2 separate regions of the Sus scrofa genome follow, and region 2 is linked to region 1. The links are chromatin contacts, called in public promoter capture Hi-C maps. All regions are on one chromosome and are shown on one strand. The core of a region is the stretch at or near the end of the contact, and the rest is flanking DNA. Distances in the headings are between cores, read along the strand shown.

Region 1 (3,110 bases), core at 434-2,933:
ATAATGTTAACAGGTACAACACTACCAAAAAAAGGGCAGTTATGATAAAATATCTGTGCAGGACTTCTGTAATCAACAATATTGTAAAAGACTTTAATGTGATGACCTATCATCAGTTATCTTGGATTTTTACACTTAGTAGTCCAGCAAAAAAGTTCTCTCAGACTCAAATCACCTATGACACTTTGGCTCAAAAATCACTTCCTCAATATAGATTCTATATTGTCACAAGTCTAAAAATTAAACCCTTAAGGAGGTAAATCGCTGAAAATGGAAAACAGTCTTTTCCAATCTTACTGTCAAACCGATCAGAAAGATTAATATTACTAAAATCGCCAATCAACAAACTATACACATAGTAATAAGCTGGACGGGGTAACTATGATGCCTGCAAGTTTATTAAGTGTCTTTTGTGTAATGATGAACTGAGTCAGAACTACAAGTTGAGAGAGTAGTTAGTACAATGATAAACAGGGCCACAGCACGAGATTTTAGTGGTACTCCAATATTCTTCACAAACACCACCAGATTTTGGTGTTTTCCACACCTGAATTTTTCTTTTGCCGATAACCAGACTGAAAGCAAGAGGAAGGAAATAAACAGAGAACCTCAGACAAGCAAAAGAGAACTGGGCTACTCACCAGCAAACAATCTGAATTCACTTCCGATTTGGGATCCCGCAGCAAGTTGTCGATTTTTTCAAACCGAGTCTCAAAACTGTCCCCAGTCGACATGTTGCTGCTACTGTGACAATACCCTCGTACCAGCACAAGCAGCGGAAAGCAATTTCAGCCAACTTCCTCCGGCGGTGGGTTCGCGGCCGCCGGGCGGAGGAGCCGGAACTCCAGGGTCACCAGGTGCGCGCGGTCCCCCTCCTCCCCCTCACTAAGGGGATCTCCGCTCTCCAGACCCCGGGCCGGGGGCGACGGCGACCCACAGCCGCTCGGATGCCCAAAGTAGCATCCCACCCGGCAGCCCCTCACGACAGCCGACAGCGCCGTCGCCACCAGACTTGTCGCTCCAGGCAAATGCTTCAGCCTAGCGGGCCCCGGCCGCCTTGGCCATGGAGAGTTCCCGGTCCCGAGATGGGCAGGAGGGGGTAGAGAAAGAGAAGCAGGGTGGAGACTCCTCCGGGCAGCAGGGGAGGGAGAGGAGGAAAGGCGAAAGCGAAGGGCGGGTGCGGAGCCGTGCCAGCTGCCGCCGCCGCCGCCGCCTGGGCCCCCGGCCGGGCCCGCTCCGTTCTGAGGCGCTGGAGGCGGTCTAGCCCTGCATCCCCGGCACCACTTGGCCCGGCCCGACGCACCGACCCGCGCCGGCCAAGAGCTGGTCCCCGAGGGATAGCCTCACTCTCCCATTTTGTCCTGGCGCTGCTGGGGCTGCTGCTGTGGCGTCCGGCGGGGCAGGGCGAGGTCGGTGCCCGATGGAGACTTAGGAGAGGACAGGCTGGAGAGCGGCCGGTAAAGGAGATGAGAGTCGGGTCCCGGCGGCTGCTGCTGGGGGAGCTCCTGGGAGGTGCTGCGGCCCCGGCTGGGGAAAGGGCGAGTCGCGACGGCGAACGCTTTGGGGGGTGGGGCGATGGGGGCCGTGAGGGACTAATATGTCCGCCTTCCTGTTCAAACAAACGGAGACCGCCGGCGTAGACTGCGCATGCGGGGCGCGGACGTTCGGAAGGGGAACCGGGCCTGCCTCGCGCGCGCGCGCGCGCGCGCACTCCGGCGCCTCCGCAGGGCCGGGCGGGGCTGGGTTGGGCGGGGCCGGACGGAAGGCGTGGCGCACCCCGGGCTTCGCGGGCGGGCGGGGTAGGCTGGCAGCCGTGAGGAGCCGACCGGGTGCGGCAGGCAGCGTAACCCTCTCGCCGGCAGGCTCTAGGGAGCCACGCAGCGCTTAGGAAGCGGCTGTGAGAGTCCGGGCTGGGGAGGAGCTCTTGCTGCCTCTAGTCGCGTCCTGGCCGCTGCCTCAGCTCCGCTTCCTTTGGGCTGCAACCGTCGGGTGAATTCTGGCAAGAAAGAAAGGGTGCTTGTTATTGTTATTTTGGAGCTAAGTGGGTTTTTGTTTTTGTTGTCGTTTGTTTCTTGTTTTAAGGGCAAATACCTTTCCGCCGGCAGGCATCAGCATTTTGGCACCACCGGTTTCAGGTCTTCAGTAGTACTGAGTGAACTCCACATGGTTTAACTCGCCTGTGCTTCCATGGGAAAATTACGAAGCAATGCAGTTCATAACCCTCCTAAACCGAGCGTGTGTGTCAGGGGAGCATTAAAATATTGACTCCGGAAGATCTAGTCAGTAGAAATCAAACTCAGTTTAGTTTAAAAAACAAGCCAAATAATAATTATAATCTCGTAGGAAAAATCCGTATTTTTAAGTTAATGTTACTAGTTGTCCTACACCATTGTAGTTCACTTATTGATGCGTAATCCTGACGTTTCAATTTCAAAACATTCAGTGAAACTTGGAATTGTGATTTTACCAGACTAAAGTAGAACGTGAAAATAATGGGCATGTCCTCTTAAATAAGTTGCGTCATTGACTGTACTGAGAGAGTGAGACTGTTCCCCAATCTGCTGATAAAGTTATGTTCCTCACTGCTTTCAGCAGGAAATCTACCGTAATTCGTATGTAGTCAATCTTTAGTTTTGCTCATAGGTCAAATGAAGTATTGCCAGAAATAAAAAATGTAAATGTTTTATCCCACACTGGAAAATGCTGCAGATGAACCAATTGTCTTTGTATGTAAAAATCACTGTGCAGCGTCTGAACAGTTCACCAACTTTCTGAAGTGAGTCAGGGTTTAGGAAAAGTTATATTATTTGAAAAATGTCTCTTCTCTTTTCATTGCATTAGATACAAGAAATAGATGTAAAATCCACTGTATAAATCAAGATAGGAAGTCCTCACAAGAATCATATCAAAAACAACTAGATGGGGAGTCCCCATTATGGCTCAGTGGTTAATGAATCCGACTAGGAACCATGAGGTTGTAGGTTCCCTCCCTGACCTTGCCCAGTGGGTTAAGGATCCGGCGTTGCTGTGAGCTGTGGTGTAGGTCACAGACGAGGCTCGGATCCCTTGTTGCTGTGGCTCTGGTGTGGGCCAGCAGCTACAGCTCCGAT
Region 2 (3,110 bases), core at 369-2,868, 600 kb after region 1:
TGGACTTTTTTGGTTTTTTGGCTGCGCCTATGGCATGCATTAGTTCCTGGGCCAAGGAATGAACCTGCGCCACAGCAGCGACCAAGATCTTTAAACTTTAGGCCACCAGGGAACTCCCTGGCTGGCCTTTTTTTTTTTTTTTCCTTCAAGGGCTGCACTTGCGGCATATGGAAGTTCCTGGGCTAGAGGCTGAGTTGGAGGTGCAGCCGCAGGCCTATGTCACAGACACAGCAACACCAAATCTGAGCCACATCTGTGACCTATGCTGCAGCTTGCAGCAACACCAGATCCTTAACCCACTGAAAAAGACTAGGGATTGAACCCATATCTTCACAGACACTATTTGGGTTCTTAGCCTGCTGAGCCTCAATGGGAACTCCTGGCTGGCCTATTTGGAACAAACATGTTAACTGTTTAGTTTCCAAAATAAGCTCTATTTGGAGTCCCCGTGGTGGCACAGCAGAAACAAATCCAACTAGGAACCATGAGGTTTCGGGTTCGATCCCTGGCCTCGCTCAGTGGGTTAAGGATCCGGCATTGCCGTGAGCTGTGGTGTAGGTTGCAGACACGGCTCAGATCTGGCGTTGCTGTGGCCCTGGTGTAGGCTGGCGGTAACAGTTCTGATTAGACACCTAGTCTGGAAACCTCCATATGCCGCAGGTGTGGCCCTAAAAAGACAAACCCCCTCCCCCCCAAAAAACCCAAAATAAGCCCTGTTTCGCCATACTGGTATTTTCCTATTTTATTTAATATGAAAAATTAAGAACATTTAATTAATTTCACTATATAATAATTCATGGGTTCCATTTTACACACCTTTTCTTTCCAACTGAATATTTCCTTCTGCTGAATATTTGTATTCTTTGCTTAATTGACTCTCAGGAAAAACAACAGTATGCTAACAATGCATCCGTGCTGGGCTGTGAACCAGTGGTTTTAAATCCTACACAAAGTCATTTAAGTAATAGCGGCCAGAATCCGCTCTTACGGTACACTTATTTTCCTTTCAGGGTTGTATTTTGCTATGGGAGGGGGGTGGAATTATTTAATGGATGGGAGTTGTTATAATGGGCAAAGTGCTTGTAAATCTCTTTCCCAGGAGCTTGTGCTGTTTGGAGTCTACTTGCCATCCTGACTCTGCACAAAAGCAAGACACACATCATTCATCACCATTCTGCTCAGCTTAAAAACACATCCCTAATCACATACTGCGGTCTGAAATGCTTTCAATTTACACAAACAAAAATACAGATTGCCCATAATTTGTCCTATTCCCCGCCCCATTAAAAAAGAAGACTAAAAGAACATGTAATCCCAAATTTCCACCCAGCACACCCAGGTACACAAGAATTTGAGGAAAGCCTGACCTCACCAGAGGGACCCAGTTTCAGCAACCCGGGTCGCATCCGGATCCTCACTTCCTCCAGTCCCACCTCCACCGCGGCCTGAGGGAGTTCCTTGCCCCGCCCCTTCCCTTACAGCCAATGGGGTGCGCCGCACCACCGGTCCACGACTACTCCGGGGAGCCACCCCTCCATCGCCTCAAGCTGGGGTGGATGTCTACCCCCCCTTTTTTTCCAGGCCGCGCGCATGCGCACTCTCATAAAGCCGTGGCGAGACGCTTAGGGATCAATTTTCCTCTCCTTTCTCTCCCCAGTCGCGCGGATCTCCAAAGCGCTTCCATCCTACTGTTGCTGAGAAGTCCCCTCCTAATCTCTCAGAGAAGGTGCTGCTCGGTCCTTGGGTGCTCCAGTACCCGGATGTGGAGCCGCTCTCGCCGGGCAGGGACTCTGTGGAGGGGCGGAGCGCGGCGGCGTGCGCGGGGGCAGAGAGAAGGGGGCCCCTGGGCCCGGACGCTAGCCGGACGCCGGGAGGTACCATCACTGCCCACGGGGGAGGAGGCGGCGCCGGCGCTCGGGCGTCCACCCTGGAGCAAGGGCCTGGGGGAGAAAACAGGCCAGCAGTTAGGCTTGCTCTCCGCCGACCGCGCCGTCTCTCCCGGGCTAGCCTCCCCCGGCCCCCCGCGCTCCCTGCGCTCCCGGCCGGGGGAGAGCGTGGTTTCCTGGCGGCCGTCGCTGTAGCCCGGCCCGGGAGCCCGGAGGAAGCGGGGGAGTCCCCGCCCACGGCCCCCTCCCCTCTGCCCGCCTGCCGCCGCCGCCGCCGCCTCCGAGCCGCTGCAGTCGGGCCTCCAGTCCGAGCGGGGGGCGCGGCGGCGGCGGCAACGGCTGGGGAGCGGCTGTGGGCTTGGCGGTGACTGCACCGCCGCCCCCGTGAGTTATTCCCACGTTCCCCGGGGCTCGCTGCCGCCCCCGCCGGCGCCGAGAGTCCGGCCGGGGCCCAACTCCCTCACGGGCCCTCCGGCGGCAGCGGCGGCGGCGGCGGCGGAGCCCACCGCCGGGGCCCCGATGAGTAACTCCAGGAATAACCGGGTGATGGTGGAAGGGGTCGGCGCCCGAGTAGTGCGCGGCCCGGACTGGAAGTGGGGGAAGCAGGACGGCGGCGAGGGCCATGTGGGCACGGTCCGGAGCTTCGAGAGCCCCGAGGAGGTGGTGGTGGTGTGGGACAACGGCACCGCGGCCAACTACCGCTGCTCCGGGGCCTACGACCTGCGCATCCTGGACAGCGCGCCCACCGGTAAGCGGCGGCCACCTGGCCCCCGGCTTGCGCGCGTTGGGGAAAGGGGGAGGCCGGGGAGAAGTGCGTCGCGAGGCTTGAAAGAGGCCCGCTGTTGGAACGCCTCGCCCTCAGCGCCGGGCTGGAGCGGAAAGAGAATGAGTCGAAAGAATTTTAGGTTCTTTACCTGGTAAACAAAAACTTACAGAGAAGACCCCTCCCCCGCCCCAATTCCCTGCACTCAATTCGCAAGAGAAACGGTGGCAGCAGCCTCACCGGGATGCTTTCAAGCCTGAAGACACAAAGCATCGGGAAAACAACAGACACTTCCCCTCCTTCTCTAGGGAAGGGATCTGGAGAGGCCTTTCTAACAAGCCATTGAAATTAATCAGCCACCGAGTGATAACTGTCCGAAGGGAGGCTTGCCTTGCCATATGGTGCGTAGTTGATGGGTTACAATTGCCGAGGGGCCATTGGTACCTCAGATTTTTTGAGAT

The links. Promoter capture Hi-C pulls out the DNA fragments that hold promoters and counts their contacts.
Region 2: a contact with region 1 is called in a promoter capture Hi-C map of liver, with 5 times the contacts expected there. The contact joins the promoter of ABHD3 here to the promoter of ROCK1 in region 1. A contact is called at or near these places in 1 of 5 promoter capture datasets (liver) and 2 of 47 Hi-C or Micro-C datasets (heart right ventricle and liver).

What each region holds. Positions count from the first base shown.
Region 1 is chr6:106,313,315-106,316,424 of Sscrofa11.1, forward strand. It overlaps ROCK1 (rho-associated protein kinase 1), which reads right to left and starts at 1,684. Exons shown (of 33, transcript XM_005653400.3): 1 at 642-1,684. The coding sequence starts at 734.
Region 2 is chr6:106,916,102-106,919,211 of Sscrofa11.1, forward strand. ABHD3 (phospholipase ABHD3) reads right to left here and starts at 1,619. Exons shown (of 10, transcript XM_021096170.1): 1 at 1,599-1,619. The coding sequence starts at 1,604. MIB1 (E3 ubiquitin-protein ligase MIB1) reads left to right here and starts at 1,894. Exons shown (of 21, transcript XM_003356369.4): 1 at 1,894-2,634. The coding sequence starts at 2,406.